4 separate regions of the Mus musculus genome follow, and regions 2, 3 and 4 are each linked to region 1. A link is a contact called in public promoter capture Hi-C data. All regions are on one chromosome and are shown on one strand. Each heading gives the region's core, a stretch centred on a gene start, on an enhancer-like site or on the middle of the called end of the contact. The rest is flanking DNA. Distances are from core to core; before and after follow the strand shown.

Region 1 (2,577 bases), core at 29-2,528:
CTTGCTATTTGTCTCTGCTCTTTAAGTCATTTAGGATGTGGTGCAGACTCTGAGATCCTCCAATGGACAAGAGAATCTACCTTTCCCACCTCCATTTTTTGAGACATGAGGAATAATTCATCTTTAGATAAGGAGGTTTTTGGCTTTGTTTGTTTGTTTTGGCCTACAAGGTGGGAACAGGTCAGGCCTTCTAGCAGGTTCTTCTTCCCATGAATCCTTACTCTGTAATGAGGCTAACACACAACTTACAGTTTTGTTTTGTTTTTGTTTTTTTGGTTTTTTTTTTTTTTTTTTTTTTTTTTGGTTTTCTGAGATAGGGTTTCTCTGTGTAGCCCTGGCTGTTCTGGAACTCACTTTGTAGACCAGGCTGTCCTCGAACTCAGAAATCCGCCTGCCTCTGCCTCCTGAGTGCTGGGATTAAAGGCGTGTGCCACCACGCAATTTACTCTGGTTGGATGATTTATGCCCCATCTAAGGAAACTACTGGGCCTTCTGCCATGCGAGCCTATTGTAGATTTAACCCATTGTACTCGGGCATTCAATGTTTTGAATATTTTTTTTAATCAAACAAACTTTAAGTTTACTGTACACTTGTTTTGACTTATGTACATTAGGTTTAATTTTGACAACAAAAGAGTATATAATGGGTAATGTAAATTGGTTTCTCCTTCCAAGCTTGTCTCTGTACATGTTACATTTGTACTTATCATTAACTTGTACTTCTTAATTATATTTAACAGTTTTCAATAAGTTAGTAACTCGCTCATGAATTATACACACCCCCGTTTTCTTGCTACATAGCCCAAGAACTCTAGGGAATGTTCAGCACTCTTGTCTCTACAGAACCTGGATTAGGAGGGGGAGCCACCACCCGCAGAGACTTTTGCACTTCTCAATAGCCCTCTGGACCAGGTTTAGTTATTAACTTCGTCAAACACATGGAAACAGCTCCGCGAGGTAAGAGTCGACTCTCTCGAGTTTCTCCTATTACGAAATCACTTCGCTCTTCTGAAACGAAGGTCTTGGCTGTGGCTCTATTTTCAAATTTTCCATGCAAAGCGGGCAGCCCTGTAGACGGTGGCGGGAAACGCCAACGGGAACTCGGTTTGAAGTCGGACTCAACGCCACGCCCCCAGCCTCCCCCCCGCCCCGCCCCCCCCACCTCCCCGCAGCCCCGGAGGAGGAAGTGGCGCGGCCACCGAGACGAGGCGGAGGCTGGGCTAGAGCGGCCAAGCCGGCTGAGCAGGGACTGGCGAGGGGCGGGGACTCGGGGCGGAGCCTCGGGAGCGGCGCGGGCTCAGGTGAGCGCTCTTCGGTGGTGCTGTCTGTCTGGTTCCTAGAGCCCTGGTGCGGAAGCTGCGCGAACTGTGGGGGCTCAGGTGGGATATCCTGAGGAGGTCCTGGGGAGATCTGTCCGGAATCTGGCCTCGGGCCGGGCCTGAGGCGCGCAGGGGCTCTGGAAGTGGGGGGGTTGGGGGGGGGAGTCGAGCGCCAACCTCGGGCTGAGACTTGAGGGGCTTGAAGGAAGGGTCCCTGAGCCAGGTTCGAGGCCCGACTCTTCTTGCAGTTCCCCGTGTGACCTTGGACCAGTCTTTCTCTCACCAAGCTTCCCGGACCGCAGCGGTGAAATGGAGGCAGGACGGTCCGCTGAGAGTTGGTACCAGTAGAGGGGTCGGCAAGGAAACCGCAGCCTTCCTCAGTTCTCTTTTCCCCAGGACATTGTTAGTGGACCGCGAGTCATGGGAGTGCATAACAGTTCGAGTGACCTTGGGCGAATCCCTTGTTTTGACGTTCCTCTACTTATGTGATGGACTAACCTCTTCGAATATCCCTGTACTATTTTGGTGTTCCTGATGCAGACAAAAACAAGGTAGTGCCCCTCTCACCACAAGCCTCCCTTTTAGGTATGCGGTAGAGAAAATAGCTTTAGAGGATGGACGAGATCTGAGCCCAAGTTCCCTTTAATTTTTAAAGCACACTTCTATTTGTTTGTCTCTCTTGGTAATTGGAGGAGCGATATAATGCAAGGGTTGGCACGCCTTTCAGCCGAACAACCACCAGTACCTTCAAGGTCTAAAATTAAAGAGCAAATTTAGGAAGCCTGACATCCTCGATGTTTTTATTTGTGTTTCAGTAGCAGGAAAGCAAGATGACTTCCCTGCTCCAAGATTGGAACAGCTGAAGAAATCACAAGACAAAATGAGAACCACAAAGGTCTACAAACTTGTCATCCACAAGAAGGGCTTTGGGGGCAGTGGTCAGTATTGATTGATATTTGGGGATTGTGTAAGTTGGCTGAAGTTATGATGTGCCTTAAAAATTACCCATATCACAAGGGAGACTGGACAGGTAAGAGTGGAGCAGTATCAGAGATCAGGGATGGTTGGAAATGAGAGCACAGGATCTTTTTGAAAAGCATTCTTCACATTCAGAGTTTGTTGGGTTGTATTTTGAATCCAGGTTTTACCATGTTTCCAAGGCTCATTTAGAACTCATTGTGTAGCCCAAGCTGGCTTTGAACCCATTATCCTCCTGCCTGTGTATCTGGAAATACTCTACCACACCTGAGTTAATTTT
Region 2 (2,577 bases), core at 44-2,543, 2.7 Mb after region 1:
CCTTAAGTTGACTCCCTTGGGTATTATGCAACAGAAAGCTGACTAACAGAGTACCCCAGCTAGTTGCTGTACACCCCTACCGGCATATGGAATATAGAGATCAAGGACTCTGGCTACATTGTGATCCCCAATCCAGTACCAGCGCCAGGAACCAGCAGAGTGGTGACTATAGTATACATCTGAGATCAGCCAACCAACACAAGACCTTGGCTCTTCTGTACCCCAGAATCTTCCAGTTGACTGCTGATAGGACATCCGGGATGGGCATCACATAGTGGTGCAACAGCAGCGTCCAGCTCTTACCATTCTCCTTCGTTGTGATGGAGATGGAGTTGATACACGTTGCTCGTTTTAACCTCCAAATTCCCCTCATTATCTTCTTCCAAGGGCAAAAAGGTGACACTCCCACTGGAGACATCTGAGGGGGAAAGACAAGGCTATCAGGTCATAACTGCTCTAAACGGATCCCTTGGAAGTAGAACTGAGCAGCGATGGACAGGAGAGTAATGCTTTCCAGTCCTTAGTGGCTGTCCAGCACTGGGGAGAGGGCTCTACACTTTGGACACACCATTATAGCTAGCACTTAGACAATACAAGGCCAGAGCTGGGTGGTGGGTGGTGTGGCGCTCCTTTAATCCCAGTACTTGGAAGGCTGAGGCGGGTGTATCTCTGTGAGTTCGAGGCCAGCCTGTTCTACATAGCGAATTCCAGGCCATATAAGGCCCTGTCTCAAAAAGCGAACGCTTTTCAGTCTGTTTGCGCTCTTCCCACTACTCTCCTACCTTGCACTACCAGTTCTTTCTTCGGCTCTGTGAGTGGGGAGTGCGGGCTCGCTTTCGGGATGACAGTCCTGAGAATCAGGTCGAGCTCCTGCGCGGCTTCAGGCTGAGGACCCAACGAGGGGCCACAGAGGAAGGCCAGCATTTCCGGATTGGCGTGGACGAGGCTTTGGGAGACTCGGTCCCATAGCGAGTTCAGGTCAGCCGCGGGAGCGGTGCCTTCGCGGCTCGCCCTAGGTCCCGACTCTGGCTCTCCTTTAGGAGAAGCCTGTCCGGGTTCCCTCTCCAGCCCGTGTCCCTGTCCCTGCCGCGGTCCACACTCCGCCTGGGCGTGGGACCGCAAAGTTCTCCCGCGGGCTTCCATGCGGGCGCCGCACAGCCTCTTGTTGGCCACCTGTGGCCTCTCCAGCCACACGGTCACGGCGGCCCAGAAGCCTGCAGGTAGCAGGGCATCAGGATCGCTTAGCCGCACTCTACCCAGCTCCTCCATGGCTGCGCGCTCGGCGCGTTGGGATGACGCGACCCGGAAGCGCATTGACTCACGGGAGTTAGAGCCTGGACCCGGAAGGCCATCCCTTTGTCCTTTTTGCTGGGCGGTAGCTTCGGAGCCGCTGGCGGAGCCTGGGACGCGGGAGGAGCAGAGTGTGGGCCGCAGTGGATACAGCCTCCTGGGGTCCTCAACGACTGAATGTACAACCCCTTCTCTGCTTGCTTTCTTGCTTGGAAATAAGAGCTCCCAAGCGGTACATCCGATTCGTGCCCCCTAAATGAAATTTTGCCCCCAGAGGTTCCACCTCTCACGACAAAGCTAATAATACTGAGAGGAGAGGAAGTTACTTGAGCAAACAAGACGTAACTGATACACTCAGCAGAAAGCCACACTTATATGAAGGATTCTACAAAGCTGGTTGGCTAACTACAACTTCATGATTGTAAAGAATTGGAATGCGGACCCAAAGCTAGCATTACCTTGGGCGATTATTTAGCTCCTTTATAGCCATGCATTGCCCACCTGTGTCTGACTCCAAATTCTTTGACTGGAATACATTAACTTGCCAGAAAGTAACCTCCTACCAACCCAAAAGATAAAGCTGGCATCAGAAAACATAAGAAACCTATAACACAGACGTTCTGAAAGTATAACAAAGTAAAAACAGAATTCTAGGCCTTTAGGCCCAGGCTTGGGAATGTGGCCTTTGTAAAGGTATGCTAATCATAAAACAGATAGCGACATTCCTCTACCCACCCGCTTCCTGGGTTCAAAGAGTGCTCATTCAAAGAAAGTCACCCTGACCATTGCCATATACAAATGTGCTTTTGTTAGGGGCTCTTAGAAACTGTTTTGAAAAATAACCCTCACAATTACCAGGTATTCCTCGTGACTCTTGTAACTTTGCACTTCCTTGTGACTCTTAACTGGTATTTTTGTTATTTTCCAACAATGCCCTTCCCACCTCCTTGAGTTGTGGTTTCTTCCTTTAAATACCCCCTTACTCAGCTACTCGGGGCGCCACGGTCCTCTACCCCTTCGTGGTGTATGACCGTGGGCCCGAGAGCGCTCTTGAATAAAAATCCTCTTGCATTTTGCAACAGGCCCGTTTCTTGTGGGTGATTTTGGGGTGTCGCCTCTCCTGAGTCAGAACGTGGGGGAGTCCTCACGTTGTGGGTCTTTCATTTCTTACTTTGTTACCTGAGGTCCGAAACAAAGTATTTGTTAAATCCTTTGGAATGTACAAACTATTAGCTTCCACCAACATGAAGGCTAAAAATGTCTCCAGCAATTTCCCCTCATTGTTCT
Region 3 (2,577 bases), core at 52-2,551, 2.2 Mb before region 1:
TTTCTGAGTTCGAGGCCAGCCTGGACTACAGAGTGAGTTCCAGAGCTACACAGAGAAACCCTGTCTCGAAAAGCCAAAAAAAAAAAAAAAAAAAAAAAAAAAAAAAAAAAAAAAAAAGAATTGGAGACCAAATGTAGTAACCCCGCACCCCCTAGGGGCACGCCTGTGTGGCCCTAAACGCATCCAGGAGTGGATCACAGAGCACATGACCCAGTGGGACCCACATTTGGAGGACTGGAGCTTAACGTGCAGGCTGTACATTTTGTTAAAATTCAGAGGATCCTGCTCCCTCCACCCGAAGTTATAAAGTACGATTTTCTTTGAAAATAGCCTTAGAGAAAAGCACTTCAGGAAAGCAGCCAAGGGACTCACACCCCCGTCTCCACCCCCGGAACTGAGGGAAGCCCTGGAAAGAACCAACTTCTTCAACAGCAGTTGTAGATCCCCAGGAATCCAGGGGCGGGGGCAGTATTAATGCTGCATTTCCACACGGGTTTGCAACACCATTGGGGTGACATCAAGTGAAGAGATTCAAGTTCTGAAGCTATATTTAAGCTGTCACAATAATGACAGACTAACACGGAGCTCAGGGAAAGGCCTGAGCCATAAATTAGTTAAGGAAAAAGAACTGTCTCGCTCCATTTACAGGATCGTTTGTGGTTAAGTCAACTGTGTACTAAAATGGTGAAACTGGACAAGGTGTGGCGGTGAACATCTGTAATCCCACTATTCGGAAGGCAGAGGCAGGAGGTTCAATTCAAATTCTAGGCTAGCAGGGGGCTACCTAATAAAACCGTCAAAACAACAGCAACCCGGAAATAAAGATGGTGGTGCTGATGTGAAATGAGTTTAAAACACACACACACACACACACACACACACACACACACACACTTTCTTTTAAAGGAGATGTCAAAAATAGGATAGGACCTGGGCGCTGGACATCGACGTCCAAGCGCTGCTCTGGAAAAGACGGTGGCTTCAATACCTCAAGAGAAAGAAGGTGCGAAGTGAGGCGCCCAGAGTGGCCGTTCCCTTGGTCTATGAGAACAGTGTTCCTGTACTGACCACCTCGCCCTCTACAGTCTGCAATCCCATCAGTCTCAGACTCGGTAGGACGCTAATCCGATGGCGCAACTGGGAACCCGCAGCCTCGGAGAGACCCCGCCACCGCATTGTTTCAGCCCCTCGGGTGGGGTCTTGCAGGAGGAGGGGAGGCGATGTGTCCTCCGGAGACGCCCTATACCCTCCCAGGGGACTCGAGCCATACCGCCCCAGCGCCTGGGCTTTGTGAAGTGTCGCTAGTTACCATGGGACCAGAAAGGAACGCTGAGAATGGCGCTTAGATGGCTGGGGGTTGTCGAGGTCCTGGGGCCATGCCCTCTGTCCCTTCTCGGACCCGGGGCCTGCAAAAGGGACTGTCGGGATTTGTAGTCCCAAAGGCGGCGGCAACGCGGAGGACGCGGGGCGCTACTGGTCCCGCCTCCGCCTAACCTGCTAGCTCGAGGTGGCGAGCACTTGGGGCGGAGCCCTCGGATCCGTGATTGGCCCAGGCGGCTCCCCGCCCCCACCCTCGTCCCCACCCCCGCTCGCCACTCGGGACTCCGCTCCAGGCGCGCAAGGCAGCCACCGAGAGAGCGCGCTAGCAGCCGCTCCCGCCCCGTGCAACCGCAGCTACCGCGCCGCGGCGAGACCCAGAGACCGACCGACGGACCCGCACAATCGCATCATCCTGGAGCAGTGGGTGATGGCAAGGGGAGGGTGGTGGGCTTGATCTTTCCGGGCTGCAACATCCACCCCTCTTTCAGTTTCTCCCTGAGGCTCACAAAAGGGAGGGAATTGGGTTGCGCCTAGGCTCCTCCAGCCGATGAAAGAGATGTTGAGGATTCAGGCAGATCCGGACTAAGGTGGGGCGCAAGTCTGGGTCTTTGTAGTCCCACAGAACTCGGCTTGGTGACTTGCGACGCCTAAGGCATTAATGTGTGCTGGAAAGATTTACAAATAGCTAGAATAAGGAGGCAGCTAAGTTGAAGGGATTCACGCCTAGCACCCAGTAGTCGCGCAGCCGTAGCTGGTCGACGTGCAGTAAATGGCTAAAAGGTGGGGTGTAGGGGAGTGTTTCTGTGGTGGCCGGACCTGTCCTCTTGTACGTCCCTGGATCGCCGCGGTCCCTAGTTCCCACCAACTGCGCCTCTGGTCTGATATCTGCCTAACGTGGTCCTAACCCCATCGTTTGTATCCTCTGTTCCCTGAGCAGAGCAGAGGCCCTAGAGGCACCTGCCGAAACCACAAAGGCCTCTTGCATCTGCCCAGCCCCTGGCGGCGCGGCGCTAGGTCCCTCCGCTGGAGCCATGTCGCCTAGTCTGCCACGCAGCATCTATCTTGGTGGGTGAGGGATATCGATGCCCCGGGCCTGGGGAGATGGCTGGAACAAACGGGCGTGGAGGCCTGGATTTGAGCAGAAAGGGGGAGATGGGTGGGGACAGGTGATCGAATCTGGAGGAGGAGGCTGTGGTTTGGGAAGGGCTGACAATTGGGTGGGAGGCGGGTCTGAAGCTTCGCGCAGGTGGCGCGAGG
Region 4 (2,577 bases), core at 50-2,549, 2.1 Mb after region 1:
AGGCTGTACTTAGCCACTGTCACATGTACACACATTTCATACACTTCCAGGCCTTTGTCAAGTCTTCAACCCCTAAATTTCTCCCACCAGTACAGGCTCAGTTCTCTCAAAAGTTACCTGGCATCCCACTAAAACTGGTCATTTTCTACTCTGGCTTCTATCAATATAGGCTGAGCTTGGCTGCTATCACCCTAGTCAGGCCTGGTTTCTTGCATCCTGAACAGGTTCCATAAATACAAGTTTCAGATTTGCCCCACACTCATTATGTAGAGGGGAAACCAAACCCAGGGAGCCTAAGTAGGTTTCGCCAGCTCACAACAGAACCAGTCTTGACCCCATTCAGAGTGCCTGGCCTCTCTTAAGAGATACTTTCTAAAGCTGACCTGCCCCCTTTCCCTTCAGGTTCTACTGGGGACCTAGTCCTCAGCCTCCTGCCTTCTCATCCTGTGACAACTGAGGGTCCTAGCAGGCCATGCAGCTGTGTCAAGGTATGGAACTCTACCCTGAATAGAAATAGGAAATGTCCCACCCTAGGTAGGGGCAGCTGAGGCTTGGACAAACACCTGTTCATTCTTGTCCATGGAAGCCAGGCAAGGACTCTGCTCTAGGAGGTGCCTCCACAAAGGCCACTTTGTACCTGGGACTGCTGATGCCCACATGCCTGAGAAGAGGAGGTGGGAGCCCATCTTACCCCCATCTAGGTGTCAACCAAAGTGTTATGTTGGTATGGAGTAGCTCCTGCCAGGCTGGCTCTGGTGCCTTCTATATCCTGGAACTTGGGCAAGCAGCTGTTATAGATCTTTCCTCTTCAGCCATCTAACTATAGGACCTTGAGTAATGGCAGTGATATCCATTAGCCAACAGATAGCCACTGGTCTGGCTTTGAACACTCCAGACACTCTAAGGAAATTTGTAGAAAGGACTAAGAGATGGCGGATGAGGACCTAGGATCTCCCCATATCCCTTAGGCCAACATTTTGCTAAGTCATTTATAGTCATTTAGCCGGCTCTTGTTATTTTAGAGATGAGGACACTGAGGCTGGAATCCATTGCTAAGGTCACACAGAGCTAGGTTTAAAAGCTAGCAGCTTGAAGCTAAGCATAGTGACAATACACTTTTAATTCCAGTACTCGGGAGGCAGAGACAGGGCCAGCCTAGTATATACATACTGAGTTTTTAGGCCCCAGGTTGTGCTTGTCTTGTCTTTCCTTGTTAGCTGGAGATGCTGTCTGTGGAGGCAGTAGGGCAGGTTCCTAGTTCCTTGCTCCTCAAGGATCAATCTTCTGAGCCTAAAGAACAGGGGGTCCTTCCTGGAGGAAGGAGGTAATTTCTAGGCACTGAGCTCTGAGAACCAGACCCAGGTTCCATGCTCAGCACTAGGGGGCAGCAATGAACCAGCAGGCCAGTAGTATGCCTGGCATGCTCAGTATCTATCTGACTTTGGCAGGAAGAGGAGTTTTTGCAGACCTTCTGGGTACTCTTTTAGGAGAAATGGAACAATCGTGGGTATCTGTCTGCTAGCTCAGCAGTAGGAAGTCCCAAAATGACTCCCAAGGTTCAGAGAGGAAGCCTGACATTCACCTGAACCTATGAAATGACAGCAAGACCTCCAGGGGCAACCCTCTGCCTCCTTTTCATTTCTAATTTTGGATTGAAACTCAGGTCACTCCCCCTACCCAGTAAGTTACTGACTATGCTCCTTACAGTGGACACAGGAAGCCCAGAGACATTGCTTTCTCCAGTCTAAGTTCTTCCTATCTTTGATCAGGCAGGGGGAAAGCCAACAAAGACCACTGTTGTTCTGCTGACCAGAGAGTTTTAACTAGTTGTTTGGAGACCAGGCATGACTACCAATAGAGTACTGGGCCCAGAGAGTCTAGGATCAGACTAGACTGTGTGTCCACAACAGCCAGCCTAGCATGAGGGTCTTAGGTCCATGTAGTCTCATTTGTGACTTGCCTTCCAGATGTTAGCTATTGATGCCCTGTGGTAACTTTCCCCTCTGCGGATTCCACATTCTACATTCTTGCTCTGCTGCCTCCTCAGCCTGAGGTCCCTGCCTAGCCCTGTGGGCATATTAACCCTTCCTCTTGATGTTTTGCCTGTCCCCACCCCAACACTGCTGTGTCTCTTGAGGACTAGCCCTGCTCAGGACATTGAAGTTACCCTCTGACTGCAGCCACTTTTCCTCAGCTGAGGGGCCTCCTCAGCTCAGCTCGGTTTGCCCCTTCCGTCAGGGCTGTGCTTATGCTTCTCCCCATGTTGAAGGTCAACATCTGTGTCCTTCAGGCCGGCATGGCTAGGCAAGGTCTAGCTCTGACTTGCCTGGCTTCCCAGCACCCACACAACCTGACACCCAGGGGGTTGCATTAGTTAAACAAGAGAAGCAGAGTCAATGGGGAGAAGGCTGGGCCCTATGAGGACCGGCTTCAGTAAAGCTTGGCAGGCCTCTGAGAAGAGGGTGACCTCTCAGCAAGGACCTCACCACACGAACAGCCATCAAGGCAGTATCAGGGCCTCCACCTCCTTTGTAACCCTGCACCTTATGTCTCAGCATACTACTTGCCCATCTTGGG

What was found. Promoter capture Hi-C pulls out the DNA fragments that hold promoters and counts their contacts.
Region 2: a promoter capture Hi-C map of pre-B cells shows a contact between it and region 1, with 5 times the contacts expected there. The contact joins the promoter of Trmt44 here to the promoter of Depdc5 in region 1. A contact is called at or near these places in 1 of 39 promoter capture datasets (pre-B cells) and 1 of 484 Hi-C or Micro-C datasets (neutrophils).
Region 3: a promoter capture Hi-C map of hippocampal neurons shows a contact between it and region 1, with 4 times the contacts expected there. The contact joins the promoter of Dpysl5 here to the promoter of Depdc5 in region 1. A contact is called at or near these places in 2 of 39 promoter capture datasets (hippocampal neurons and pre-B cells).
Region 4: a contact with region 1 is called in a promoter capture Hi-C map of liver, with 2.5 times the contacts expected there. The contact joins the promoter of Msantd1 here to the promoter of Depdc5 in region 1. A contact is called at or near these places in 3 of 39 promoter capture datasets (liver and pre-B cells) and 1 of 115 datasets of contacts at active chromatin or transcription factors (embryonic forebrain).

The regions. Positions count from the first base shown.
Region 1 is chr5:32,862,443-32,865,019 of GRCm38.p6, forward strand. It overlaps Depdc5 (DEP domain containing 5), which reads left to right and starts at 1,279. Exons shown (of 43, transcript NM_001170567.1): 1 at 1,279-1,379; 2 at 2,135-2,257. The coding sequence starts at 2,200.
Region 2 is chr5:35,573,777-35,576,353 of GRCm38.p6, forward strand. Trmt44 (tRNA methyltransferase 44) reads right to left here and starts at 1,294. Exons shown (of 11, transcript NM_030208.3): 1 at 783-1,294; 2 at 304-418. The coding sequence starts at 1,269.
Region 3 is chr5:30,710,263-30,712,839 of GRCm38.p6, forward strand. Dpysl5 (dihydropyrimidinase-like 5) reads left to right here and starts at 1,302. Exons shown (of 13, transcript NM_001356948.1): 1 at 1,302-1,740.
Region 4 is chr5:34,914,616-34,917,192 of GRCm38.p6, forward strand. Msantd1 (Myb/SANT-like DNA-binding domain containing 1) reads left to right here and starts at 1,300. Exons shown (of 3, transcript NM_207277.1): 1 at 1,300-2,577.